3 separate regions of the Mus musculus genome follow, and all the other regions are linked to region 3. The links are chromatin contacts, called in public Hi-C and HiChIP or PLAC-seq maps. All regions are on one chromosome and are shown on one strand. Each heading gives the region's core, a stretch centred on a gene start, on an enhancer-like site or on the middle of the called end of the contact. The rest is flanking DNA. Distances are from core to core; before and after follow the strand shown. Region 1 holds the start of Kcna2 (potassium voltage-gated channel, shaker-related subfamily, member 2). Region 2 overlaps Gm38712 (a long non-coding RNA gene). Region 3 overlaps Gm27008 (a long non-coding RNA gene).

Region 1 (4,300 bases), core at 1,113-3,612, 130 kb before region 3:
GGTAAGGACATGAGATCACCAGTCATTGGCAACCTGACAGGAGGTGCACTTGATGTCCCCAAGAGTTCAGAAACATGACTGTACCATCACTTCTGCCACTAAAACTATTATCACCTTGTCACTTGTCTAGGGGTCAGTAGGGTTCAGGGAACAAACAATCTTTCAAGGAAGCTATAGAATGGCCTGCGCTAGGGGCAGGCGGCTGAGACAGGATCTTGGGTACCACACACATGCTGGGGACATAGCTGCACAGGAGGAGTGGAGAAGGGAGCCCTCTGCCAGGCACTGTGCTAATGTTTTGGCAATACCTGCACCAAAGGAGGTATTCATGGTAGGGTGTTTGGGACCTGGGCCTTGGTCACTGATGCCACCCCCATTGCCTCTATATGACTGCTACTAAGTGATTGTTTGATTTACCTGGCCAGGCAGGAGCCTGAGGTACTCTTCTTCGAAGAGCAGATCTGATGGCACAGATACACAAATAGGCAGCTCAGTCCCCGTCACATCTTCTCACTTGAGCTGGAAATAATGGTGAGTCATTCTGAGCAGGAGGGCAGGTCCTGGAGGTGTGCTCTAGGACTGGATGGGGCTCGAGGGACAGTGAGATGCTTGGCCAGGGGCGCGCACCACGACTTGAGGAGGAGAGTGGAGCTTGGGTCTGAAGCCTTTGGAAGGAAGGAGGCAAGATGCACAGCTCAGCAAAAGCCTGAGTCCTCCTGGCTGTCCTCCGGAGGTGTGACGTTGCCTGGAAAACACAGCAGCAAGGTGGGACCAAGGCTTCCAGGCAGCTGAGACCAAGACTTTTAAGGGCTCTGGCAGATCCCCTCAGGGCAAGTGACAAGCCCCCACATCTACTTTCCATGACACTTGTGAATGAGATCCACCACAGGAGCCTTTTCCTAACCTCTCCTGGATAACCATAAGCTTTCCCTTCCCATCAGCTTGAAGCACTTTCTCCCTAGACCTCAGTTGCCAACAGAAGCGACCCAGCTTTCTTGGTGTCAGAAGACATATCTCCCAAGAGGGAGGGTTTTCCTCTCTGACCTTAGCCATGTCCTGGTAAAGAAGCAATCCTTCCTCCACAACACACACTCCTTCCCAGCTAGAGAGGTCCCACAAGCAGCAAGATTGCCTCTGTAGAATGCCTAATAGAAGGGGTCGCTTGAACTTACTCTCCCTCCAGGATCCCTGGGCCTCAGGCCTTGCTCTGGGTTGGGTGGCATTTGAGCTGGGCAAGCACTCGACCACCGATTTCTTCCCAAGAGAAAATCCCTCACATCTCGGCAGGGAAGCACAGAACAAACGCTCAAGCTGCCTGACTGCGGGGCGGATTGGCTTCACATAGAGGGGGAGCCTAGAGAAAGCTGGCTTCCGGGCTGGCCCCCCGCCGACCCAATCCCGCTGGCCCCAGAGCCGGGGAGGGGTCTGGGCCCTCTCCCATCGCCCGGGGTTCCAGCCGGGATTCCGCCGGGCGCGCTCCCGCCGGAATCCGCTGGGCTGACCGGAGCCCACAGCCGCCGGACCGCTAGAGTGTGCCACCTTAACCCCTTCCTGCGCAGTGCGGTGGGCTCCCGCTGCGGGCCGGAGGGCAGCCTAGCTGGTGCCTGCGAGGTCCAGCCGAGGGACCACCAAGACTCCATCTCCACCTGAAACACAGGAGCCCGAACTCTGAGGGTGCAGAGCAGGCGTCGCCAGGCAGCTGCTCCAGATCTAGCTTCCTTTTAGGCTGGAGAGCTTCACGGCAGCCCACCACCCCGGCCAAGTGGAAAAAACAAGAGACTGCAGAGAAGCCCATTTTACTCCGTTGCCGAGAGGCAAATGCAACCAGGAGGACCCAAGTGACTCGGGTCCTACCCACCCACTATTTACCAGCGGTGGCTATGCAGTCAGCTGCACTTCCCATCACCCGCCAGCTCCAATCTGCGCCCTCCGCCCTATGTCACGCACAGACCACAGGGTCCCCGAGCCCATTCCATGCACTCTTCTGCAGGAACAAGTCTCCCCCTTAAGTCCCACGCAGCCGGTGCGGATCCACAGCCCTTCAGGCCGACATCAAGGGTCGGCACCACCTCGCCCACCCAGACTACCGTGGTACCCTGCAGCCCCTATGGGCGCTGCAGCCGGTCAGGGATGGCAGCATGCGCAGCAGAATGCCGGACACTGATTTACCCTTGCAGATGGGTACCAGAGCCTCCATGTTCCTGGGTGGCAGCCAGCACAGGCAGAACCCGGACAGCGGGCGGTGGCGGTGGTGGCGGCGGGGTGCGGGCGGCCAGCCGGGAGCCGACTCTGCAGTCCCGCGGGCGGCGCGTACGGAGCGCCCGGCCGCCGCCCGCAGCCGCACCGCGCCGCACCGCGCCACGCAGCGCCGCACCTGGCCCCGCAGCGAACTCGAATTAAAGGGGCCGGCTGGGGCAGAGCTAGCGAGGTGTGTCGCTCGCCGCCGCCGCCAAGCTGGCCACTGGGTTAGATCCCTGTGTCCCGGACCCCCACCGCAAAGAAAACACCCCATTCTTTGACAAAACCTAGCTTACCAAACAAAACTCCGCGCAGAGCTCAGCTGGGTACTGCCTGGGTCGGGAGACAGGGGAGAGGGTAGAAGTTGAGGAGCGCTTGAGAGGTTCTTGCCAACATAATGAAGTAGGCAGGATGAACTGATCAATACCATCCCAGGCCCGAGCGCGAGCCAGCCCCGAGGGAGATGTGTTGCTATTATTAAGATGCTGCCAGACAGAATCTGCAGACCCCAGTCCCCCCACTCCTGCCTTCTGCTTCTGCATCCCCGTTTCCTTCAGTACTCCTGAGCCCCACCTCTCTCTTACCCAGCACAGACTCGGTTTCCCAGGACAATACAGCAGGTGAGGGCCTGGCCTCAGTGTAGCAGAAACTCACTGCTGTCTTTGCCCCCCACGGGGTGGGGGTTGGGGGGAACTGCAGAACAACAGAACTGCAGGACTGGCTTCTAGCCTTTCTGACTTCCTTTCCCCAGGGCTCTGGACAGAGAGGGCGGAGGGACACACAGTTGCCCTTGGGAGAGCAGGCTCCTTACAAAAGCCCTTTCACAGATCTTAACACCACCAGCTGGCCCACGATCTCACCGTGGGGGTGCATGGTAGAGCAGGATATGCCCTTTGCCTCGGAAATAATTTGTATAGGAAGTTCTTGGCTTAGGTTGGGGATAGGAGTGTTTTAGGGGGTCCAGATTGGCTTGCAAACCTTGCAAAAGCTCCAAGCCTTCACTAGTACAGTTCTGCAGGCCCCCTGTCAGAACCGCCTACACGGATACTCCACAGAGGGACTCATTGAAATGAACTTCTGAGCTCTGATGTTCAGAGGGGCTCTGGTGTGTGAAAGACTCTTCCCTGGCCCTTTCTGCTAAGACAGTTCTCTTTATGCAAGTATCAGAAACTCTGAAAGCCTGCTTCCCTGCAAGGGAAGGTTCTAAGAGATTCGGCCATTTCCCAGTGGGAGCCTATAAGGTGGGTGAAAGATTGGACCCTACCTAGAGCTACAAAGCTAGAAGGCTTTGGTGGGCTTAGAGGGAAATCAATGTCTTGTAAGACCAGACTCGTTTGGCTTCTGGCTCCTGGAAGATTGGCTATGAAGATCGGTTGTCAATGCAGGATCCAGAGTCTAGCCTGGGTGTTTCACTTGCCAAATTCAAACTTCAATTTCTGTCAAGTTATTGGATAAGTAAATTTGCTGCAGAAGAAGCAACCTGTCAGTGGTAAACTGTGCATGAAGAGTTTATCTCTAACAATCACCTAAAAAACAATGGTTTCTGGTGCCCTGTCTGCTCTCAGATCTCTTAGGCTTCCGTTTGTGTTTCTCTTTGTACCTAACCACTGGGCTGTGTTTCTTATTCATCCTGCTTTCTACCGTAGTCTCAGCTATTCAGCAGAAACAACCTACAGTGCTCAGCTATGTACTCCTTCTGGATGGTTCCCCTGAGGGTCTCTGTTTCTCCCATTTGTCATGCTTATGTCCACTAAAGAGTATGCCTATAGTTTCATTGTCTTATTTATAGAACAAAAGGTATGGAGAGCAGGAAACCCTTGTGGGAGAATTAGTAATCATCGTAATTGGTGGCTTGTGCTTACCATGTGTCAGATGCTGTGCTGAGCTCCTGTGACCCAGCCCAACCTTCAGTCCTCATAGTCTTGTGACTTGCCTGTCAGTACTAGTCATTGGATGGGCCACAGAGGCAGAGGGAAAGAAGTGACCTGCACAAGGACAAGACGTGGTGGCTCTAGGTCTTGAATCAGATACCTGTGACTCCAGGGGTCCTGGGATCCGGATT
Region 2 (4,636 bases), core at 1,371-3,870, 100 kb before region 3:
CCCCAGGTCACTATGAGGGGTCAGATTTCAGGCTCCAGAGCTCCCTTTCTGCTTTGCAAAGGGGTTTCCTCTCTGTGCCTTGCTGAGTGTGTTTCCCCATCCCTAGGAAGTCTTTCTTCCTGGTTAATAATATCTGCTGTGTTTGAGATTTTTCCTGCTGCTAGTTGTTGCACTCAAGATTTTTCCATGCACTTTAATTCTTTAACTGGCAGAGAAAATAAACCTGATTAACACTCCTAGATTGTAACATTTGGATGGGCAAAAGGTTAACACCAGAGGTGGGGAACTTATTGCAGTGGTCCAGGCAGAGACCAGGGTATTAGCTATACAGTCTATAGGCTCTATAATCCAAGCAGACTGATGGAGCCTAGGAGTTGGTGGGCTAGATGATTGGAAAATTCAGAGGGATTCTGATATTCCTGTCTACAGCTCAGGACAGGCCTAGGCTGGATCTGCAAGGAGATCTGGAGGTCAGTGCAGACAATGCCTCTGTGGCAGGAAATTAATTGAGGCCTAGGAGCTAATAAAAGGGAAGAGAAAGACATGAGAACATATCAGGGCCAGGAAGAGAACAAGATGTCAAAGGCAAAGAAAGGATGGGCAAGAGGATAAACCTCAGAAGGAGAGATGTGGTCCTTCAGGTGGTGCTTGGCTGGAGTAACCGTAGTAAAGGGTTATATGAGTTAGACATTTAGCAAGAAAACATCTCAAGCAATGGCCAAAGGCTCTAAACTATCTATTTACAGGAACGGAAACAGGCAGAGGCTGGTAGTCTGGGAACTGAGAGTGTTCTATGTGGGGAGGGCATCAGCAAGGTACCAGCTATCAAGTATGTGGGGCATGAGAAGCAGGAAAGCTTACAGGCAGGGGTGAAGGTGGGTTACTGGTTGTATAATTGTCAGGGAGTAACACGTCCTCATCTTGACTTGGTTAATTGCAGGCATGAGGCCCTGGAGTGTTCCTAAAGGCCTCTGCCCTCCTACTCCAGTCCATCCTCCTTTTCTGTGTCTCAGTGTCAACCACCCAAAGTCCCTTCTGATGGCATTCCAGCCCTTCCTGCTGATGAGCACAGTTGTCAGAGCTGCAGAGGAAATGCTGAGCCCCACGTGTCAAGTGGCTTAGACTCAGCCTGACAGAACTGTGGATCATAGAAGGCTTTCCAGCCTGGAGTTTCCATTCTCTAACCACCCTGATGTTTTGCTATGCTGAGATTGAGGAATGAGTGAGCAGCTCTGAGAGGAGGCTTTGCTATATTCTGGATGCTAAAGATTGAGCAGGAGATGATTTGGGAAGCTGCTTGATCTAGGTCGGCCTTTGGCCAACTGAGTTAGAGTGGTTTGACTAAGGAAGTGACTGTGCCAAAATGGAATGAATCTAATATGCGCAGTCTTTCTCTTCCAACTCTTAACAACAGCCCAATATAACATGCATAGATGTTATAGCTCATAAAAGCTAACTTTTCTTTTAGTTACGGTTTCATTGCTATAAAGGAAACTCATATAAAGGCAAACTTAATTGTGACTGGCTTAAAATTTCAGAGAGGTTTAGCCCATAATGACCATAGTGGGTAGCATGACAGTGTGCAGACAGACATGATACTGGAAGAGTCAGGAGTTCTACATCTTGATCCAATGACAGCCAGGAGGAGACTCTCTTCTGCACTGGGCAGAGCTTGAACACTAGGAGCCATCAAAGCCAGCATACACAGTGACACACTTCCCCAAACAAGGCCACACCTATTCCAACAAGCCACACCTCCTAATAGTGCCACTTCCTATGGGTCAAGCATATTCAAACCACTGCACTTTATAAAATTATTTTTTTATTATGTTGATTTTAAAAACCCCAACATGTTCACCATATGCTCTTGGGGAATCCCTACCATGTTCTACGAGCCTCATCTTCCACTGGGGTCGAAGCAGAGTGTTGGATTTTAACCATTGCAAATTATGCCTCCATAATTTGCTAGAAGAGTGCTATGTGCGGAGTTAAGGGGAACATTGCAGATGTTGCCTGAATCTGCTATGGTGCTGATATGAGGCTCTATCCTTGGGTGTGCACAGATGTTATGCTTTTGTATGAGATGAGGAATATGCTTTCTAGCACAGTGTTTGTGTCTGTGTTCTGGCCTACCCTGACCCTGCAAGTTTGGCTTGTCTATCAGGTTTTACTTATCTTTGTATGTTGAATGTAGGGTGTCTCTAGTGGGTAGCTTATCTTCTGAATTGCTCTGTCAGTTTTGATGCCTAAATACTTGGTGGGTACACAGCATCTCTGGATACCTCTGTACTGTATGCCGTGATTGGTGGGTGTTCTTTGGTGGTAGTGGCAATGCTCTCTACCAAATTTGGCTGGACTAAAATGGTTTTGATGGGCTCAGCTTTTCCCAGGACCTTTGGTGATGAATCACATCCTGAGTTTGAGTGGACAGGCAAGTCCTGTAGCCAGGCCAGGACCTGTTTTTTGTCACCTAGCACCATCTGGGAGCCCTGTCTCAGGCATGGCAGCTGGGATGGATCACTTGGCCACCAGCAGGCCTCCCAGCTGGGACCGTTCTGAGAACCTGTGCTAGAGAAACTACATCTGTGATTCACCACTCAGGGGGAAAACCCAGCTACTGGGTGCAGCCTCAGCCGCAGTAGCTACGGAGAAGGGCCCAGAAGTAACTGCAAAGAGAAGATAGGCCACTTAGGCTTTCTCAGTTTCTATAGATGCATGGCATATTTTCAGTTTCCCCATTTCACAAAGGAAGCTGAAAGAAAGAGCTAGAACCTTTCAGCAAAGAGTAGAGCTCATAACTGTGGAGGGTAAAGCTTTTGGGCTGAGTCCTCAGAGTTACTCCTCAGACCCTCTGGAGCTGGCCCATTGGTGACTATCACCACACTCATGGTCCTCACATGGTGTTTTCACTTTGTTTTTGGTCCTCACAGGCAGCTACAGCCACGTTTATTGTCTGCACATACTATTTTGTGAACACTGAAAATTTTACACTCAGGAAATGGATCTTTACACTGGACCCATGGAAGATATCCTCTAAATATTAGAAAAGAGGCACCAGAAAGAGAATGGAACTTGCTTCATAACTCAGAACTTTGGATTCTTTGACCACGGGTTATCTTCTCTGAGGCAGTATTTAGCCAGGTGAGGTCTGCAAGTCACAGATGTTAAAGAATGACCTCGGGGCAGTCCCTGCAGGGATTCTAGTGAATAGGAAAGCTTTTCAAGACCATGGTGGGAAGGTATGGTAGCTGCCATATTATTCCTCATTAAGTGACACTGATGAGAGTGAGACACCTCTGTCTGGGTGGGCTAGGGGACTCTAAATGCCTTCACCTAAACTGAGGTAAATCCTTGCTGCTAAGGAAGCTCAGTGACATTGGTTCTGCTGTTGGATGAGTCCTCATAGCCTGGGAGTCCCTCTTAATCTGCACAGACCAAGTGTGAAAGGTAAGGCCCAAGCAGTGGACCTTGGTAATCCTGTGATCAGGCTGGAATGTGTTGGAGCATGCATGCATGCAATAAAGGGGCCAGAGTAGCAAAGTCTACAGGATAAGAACAGGAAGATGGTGTTGTGTGATCCTTGTAGCCGTAAGTGGTAGAACTGAAACCAGTAGATGGAAATCTCAGAGGGAAAAATTGTGATTCATCAGTGTCTTAGTCAGGGTTTCTATTCCCACACAAACATCATGACCAAGAAGCAAGTTGGGGAGGAAAGGGTTTATTCAGCTTACACTTTCCACATTGCTGTTGATCACCAAAGGAAGACAGGATTGGAACTCAAGCAGGTCAGGAAGCAGGAGCTGATGCAGAGGCCATGGAGGGATGTTGCTTACTGGCTTGCTTCACCTAGCTTGCTCAGCTTGCTTTCTTATAGAAGCCAGGAGTACTAGCCCAGGGATGGCATCACCCATAATGGGCCCTCCCACCTTGAACACTAATTGAGAAAATGCCTTACAGATGGATCTCATGGGGACATTTCCTCGAGGGAGACTCCTTTCTCTGTGATAACTCCAGCTTGTGTCAAGTTGACACACAAAACCAGCCAGTACAATCAGCAATGATCCTCTTTGATTGTTTTAACATGCAACATGTTAGCTAGTCTACTAGTTAGGATCCTAGGCTCTAGAGGTGAGCCAAAATGGGTTACTATTGGCAACCTTGCTCACAGATGTGCTTAGAGGAGTCTTTCAATGTAGGCTTCCAGAGTCATCTTGAAAATTTGCATTTATTGCTAATATGAATTGGAAAAATCTGTATTACAAATTCATTTTATAGGCTTTCTTGAAGAATATAAAAATCTGACAAGCTAGCTTCATCTTGCTATGTTCTAGCGAATGAGAGCTGGGTGGTAGCAGCCTCTTCTAGCCCTGTTCATCATAGGCACTGCCTCTACTTGTTCAATTTTAGGGAGGCCCAGAAGGCTGCTCCCAGGTATCTGCTCCCCTGTTCTAGTCAAAACTATGAATTCTGGAGTTCCCCTTTGAAACTATTCAATAAGGAAGCCAGTTTCCTTACCCAGGTATAGGATAATAATGTGATTCTTGTATAGGAAGACATCTTATAGAAAGGTGTAGCTCTGCCAGACACACCTGGGGAGAGCTCACTGGCTCTTGGCCGCTGGGGAGCTGTCCAACAG
Region 3 (4,480 bases), core at 1,332-3,831:
GGATCTGTGCTGGATCATTGACATCTTTCTCCTCCTATAGCCTTGAAGAGTTTTCTGTCAGTACTAAGACTAGCAAGCATGGAAGATATATCGCAGTCAGCCCAGGACATTCTTAAATGCTCTATGATTGCATGATTTATTTAGGGTATGGAAATTAGAGCAAGCTTAACATTTCAGATAACACTACATACTTACTACTGGCATAGTGCCAGCTAACTTTATAAAGTGGCTAATCATTTTACCAGTGAGGAAATGAAAGCTTGCTAGGGTAAGATAACGTCCCCAGTATCACGTAATTTAAAAGTGGCATAACCAGGATTTATCTGAACCTGCACCACTTTATTTCAAAGCCCAGATCCTTAACAAGGTTGACCTTCATACAATTCTCCCAATCCTTCCCACAGTTACTCTCTAGATACCTCCCCCTTCTCTTTCATCCTGCCTTCTCTTTCAGTCATGGTCATGGAGAAATGGGTAGAGTAAAGAGAAGTGGCTGCTTTCATTTTGGTTTCTTTCTATCCCCAAATAACTCTCTGTAAGTATTTTATTTGGCTGCTGTGTTACCTCGGGAGTGACAGTGCTTGTGGTGTCTCTCAGGCACCACTGACAGCACCTGTTTTCATCTCAGAAAGTCTTTCTTTGACATGGAGCGGAGACAAAGCCTCAACATAGTAGATCTTTATATACATATGTTTGAGAGCATCTGAGAGAAGTTATGTCTCTCAGCCAGAATTTGCTCCTCCTTTTCCTTTTTACTCTTAAGGCAAATAACATCTTAGACACTAGACGATTAGTTCTGTGTTGGCTCATGAGTTCTATAGGTACCACAAAAGGGACTCACAAATATAATCTCTATCCTCCAAGATTCAGCCATCTTTTGTCTGTTCACTTGTGAAAATGTGACTGCAGGAAATGGATGGGGAGATGAGGAGGCAGAAGGCTGAGTTATTAGCCTCTGATTTTCCAGGGTCAAAACTAGATTGTCCAAGAGAACAAGGTACATTGAGAGGTACCTAGGCTCTGGGTAAATAGGTGCAATGGGGATAGCATTGACCCTGAAGGATGTTTGAGTGGAAAGCTACCCTATAGTATTGAGCCAGTTAGTTCTGAGACCAAGACCAGAGTCATATGCTGAGACCCCAACAACTAAGACCTCACTGCCTACAAGGCTACTTGGGATTATGTGATTTAAGTCACACATCTATGCTCTGAGGTGGTCTTGGCAGGATACTGCTCCCTCTCCCTTCTTCTCTTCCCCCATCTCTCTCTACCACATCTTAGCTCTTTCTCATCTTTTCCCTTTCCTTTCCTTTCCTTTCCTTTCCTTTCCTTTCCTTTCCTTTCCTTTCCTTTCCTTTCCTTTCCTTTCCTTTCCTTTCCTTTCCTTTCCTCTCCTCTCCTCTCCTCTCCTCTCCTCTCCTCTCCTCTCCTCTCCTCTCCTCTCCTCTCCTCTCCTCTTTTCTCTTTCCTCTTCTTTTCTTTTCTTTTCTTTTTCTCTGGCAGTACCTGGAATTGAACCTATGTTACCACACATACCATGCAAACACTCTACCACTGAACTGCAGCCCAGCTTCCCTCATTCACTTACATTTACTGCTTTAAAGTACAGAAAGATCTACTTACTTGATCACCCTCCATTTTGCCATGACAGATCATATCCAAAACAAACAAATAGGAGCTAGGAAGTGGTTATGGGGCTGTCTCTAGGAGAAGAGTCCTAAGAATCTCAGAGGAATTCTAGAGGGTGAGACTGCATTGAATTTGACATCAATGATGATAACAAACCTTTGTCCTGGGGCCTATTATGTATGTGTCTATTATGTACTTTAAAAGTTCCCCTCCCCATTGACCCATTAACCATCAGGGTGTGGTCTCCATGAATTCCTTGATCTAGGGCAGAGATTCTCAACTTGTGGGTTGACTCCTTTTGGGAGACTAAACCTTTCACAAGGGTCAATATCAGATATCCTGCATACCAGATATTTACATTATAATTCATAACAATAGCAAAATTATAGTCATAATGTAACATTGAAATAATATTATGGTTGGGGATCACCACCACATGAGGCACTGTATTAAAGGATCAACGCATTAGGAAGGTTGAGAACCACTGGTCTAGACTGAGTGTAGACAGCTGACTACATGGCTATCTATTTTCGTCCTCTCTTGGCCTCAGCCTGGCAGACTTCTGGGCTATCAGAAGTGTTTCTAAGCAGAAAGTGAGAGGGGCAGCCTCCAGTACAGAACTGTCGAGAACATCTCTTAAGAGACAGGAAGAGGTAAGTGGGAAGTCTTCACATCTGAGCCTTTCATCTCACTGATTAACGTTTCTGATTGAGTTAGCCCTCTATGTTTCTTCCTCATCCAGTCAAGAATGGTTTGTTTCTGTTTTTTTTCTACCTGTTTATAAGAGAGCACAAAGAAACTCACCCATCTATTTTATATCTGTACATTGAGTTTCTCAGTATTGTCCAGGATTCCCTGGTCCACAATATTTTAGCAGCTATGGGAAACACTGCTAGTAGGTAGGCTGGGGAGCGTGGCTGTGAATGTGAACCTTTTGTTAAGCTGTATAACCCCTTCCTGCCTCTCTGTGGCTCTGAAGTTCTCACTTCCTTGTACTCTTTCTCCTTCCAGAGTCTCCCATGCTCACCCTGTCCCCTTCCAAGCCCCACTGTAACGAACTAATCTCATATTCTTAGGCTGAATTAGGATATAATAATAATAATAACAAAAGATGTGGGCTTTATAGATAGGCTGTGTTCAAAGCTGTGTTCAAAGCTGTGTTCAAATCAAAGCTCTGCCATGTAATTTGGAGCAACTTGCTCAGTTGACAGAACCTCACCATCAGCAACATTGTAACTGATGGAGCTGCTATGAGGATGAATTACAGCCTTCAGTGAGTGATTCCTCTTACCGTTATTGCTTGCTCATTACTTGCTACTCCTTAAACTTTCTTTTATCTTTACTTTCTAACCTGACCTGGAGTCAAGCTGAAAATGGAAGTTGAATATCATAGAGAAAATAGATCCAAGGATCCTAGTCTTAAGGGGAGACTAAACTCAGAAGAAGGACTCTCCAAAGATGACTCCTTTCCTTAAAGATTTACTATAAATCAGATTCTGTAGCATATTTTATGCATATCCTTGCTCAGCTCATAATATCCCTACAAAGAGATACTATTCTTCCACCCCACCATCTGTGGAAAATATTTGAAGAGGATAATTTAATATTCCTGTGACTAAACAAAGAATAGGTACAAATCCCGCTTGTTAACTCAGGTGTCTTTGTTTTTTATAAATTAAATATAAGAGATGCTTGGAATTAGGAGGAGACTAGACTGTTCCCTCCTGGTTCATCTTCCTAGCAACTTCTCACTGGGATCAGAGTATTTGTCAGGCTATGCTAGTAGTTGGGCATGTCCACATCTAGTCCTTTAGGTCCTATCCCAGTAATTAGAGGAAGGCATACAGGGTGTATAGGGGCAAGGAGAACACTATGGGAGAAGAGTTAGCTCAGGAACATGGGACTCAAGAATTACTCAGAAAGAGACAGAAGGCTGAAAAATGGTAGAATGAAAGCAAAATACCTGCACAGGAACATTTATTGCAAGTAATTTGCAAAGGCCTCATAGCTGAGCCCACACAAAAGCTGACCAAAAGTGCAATTTTCTAGAGTTAAGAAATTAGTCAGAGGACACAGAAGAGTAGCGGCAAATGAAGTATCCTGCTCCAAACTCACAAAATGAACATTAGGTGACAGAGACCTTGGCCATGAGGAGGCTGCAGATATCAATGTCTGAAGAAAAAAAAAAAAAAAAAGGGAACAGCCATTTCTGTAATGAACTCATCTTGGATCTGTGTGCTTCTCCACATTATTAAAGGACATCTATCCAGGGCCTTGGGAAAAGAATCCTGCTATCTCTTATACACCCTTGGATTGGGCCAGCACCAGAAAATGTCACAGGAGAAAGATATACAGAACAAGGTGGATTTCAAAGACCAGATTTGGAAATAGAAATGAAAGTAGAGGTCCCGTTTTATCGAAGACCCCAAAGTAGCTTTTATATCGGCCTCTCTGTTTTTTTGAGAGTGAAATCTGTCTCCAGTGGAAGGACCTCTAAGGCCTGATGAAACAGGGGACTGACCGTAGGCATTGCTGGGGGTGGGGAGGAAATGCTACAAGGTAAAAAAACATGTCATCCCCAGAGAAGAGCCAGGCCCAAGGTGGACACATGGAGACTGTAGGAGAGACATTGTGAGTGGTAGGAGTTAGGATTCATCCTGTCTTGGAGGCAGGAGTCTGGGGAGAAAAAAGTAGAGAACTCCCCCATCTTAATTGACCACATAATTCCTGGGTTTTCAAACTTGATTAGATTGTTTCTGAGAAAGAAACCTGCCTTAGTTAAAGGCTCCATTTTACCCCTCAGAACTTCTGTGCAGGACAAAGAATGCCCAATCTTGAGTGGGCGATGTTA

Evidence for each region. Hi-C and Micro-C count contacts between places; a contact is called where the count stands out from the background. HiChIP or PLAC-seq counts read pairs in DNA pulled down with a chosen protein or histone mark.
Region 1: a Hi-C map of CD8 T cells shows a contact between it and region 3, with 2.7 times the contacts expected there. The contact joins the promoter of Kcna2 here to the enhancer-like site in region 3. A contact is called at or near these places in 7 of 39 promoter capture datasets (3T3-L1-derived adipocytes, the HPC-7 cell line, cranial neural crest and 3 more), 1 of 484 Hi-C or Micro-C datasets (CD8 T cells), 2 of 115 datasets of contacts at active chromatin or transcription factors (CD8 T cells and embryonic forebrain) and 1 of 9 other capture datasets (adipose tissue).
Region 2: an H3K27ac HiChIP or PLAC-seq map of regulatory T cells shows a contact between it and region 3, with 2.6 times the contacts expected there. The contact joins two enhancer-like sites. A contact is called at or near these places in 1 of 15 datasets of contacts at CTCF or cohesin (CD8 T cells), 3 of 484 Hi-C or Micro-C datasets (the C2C12 cell line, nephron progenitors and regulatory T cells) and 4 of 115 datasets of contacts at active chromatin or transcription factors (CD8 T cells, SST interneurons and regulatory T cells).

The regions. Positions count from the first base shown.
Region 1 is chr3:107,099,629-107,103,928 of GRCm38.p6, reverse strand. It overlaps Kcna2 (potassium voltage-gated channel, shaker-related subfamily, member 2), which reads right to left and starts at 2,362. Exons shown (of 3, transcript NM_008417.5): 1 at 2,170-2,362; 2 at 418-745.
Region 2 is chr3:107,074,760-107,079,395 of GRCm38.p6, reverse strand. All of the region lies in intron 2 of Gm38712 (a long non-coding RNA gene), which reads left to right. Among named protein-coding and RNA genes, the nearest start is that of Gm38712, 16 kb to the left of the region's middle. Within about 2 kb of position 2,620, at least 46 of the 459 cell types and tissues checked have an H3K27ac peak or open chromatin away from gene starts, as enhancers often do. A contact at or near this core is called in CD8 T cells and regulatory T cells, where this site is marked.
Region 3 is chr3:106,972,397-106,976,876 of GRCm38.p6, reverse strand. The region is part of intron 1 of Gm27008 (a long non-coding RNA gene); the gene reads left to right. Among named protein-coding and RNA genes, the nearest start is that of Gm27008, 7.0 kb to the left of the region's middle. Within about 2 kb of position 2,581, at least 13 of the 459 cell types and tissues checked have an H3K27ac peak or open chromatin away from gene starts, as enhancers often do. A contact at or near this core is called in CD8 T cells and regulatory T cells, where this site is marked.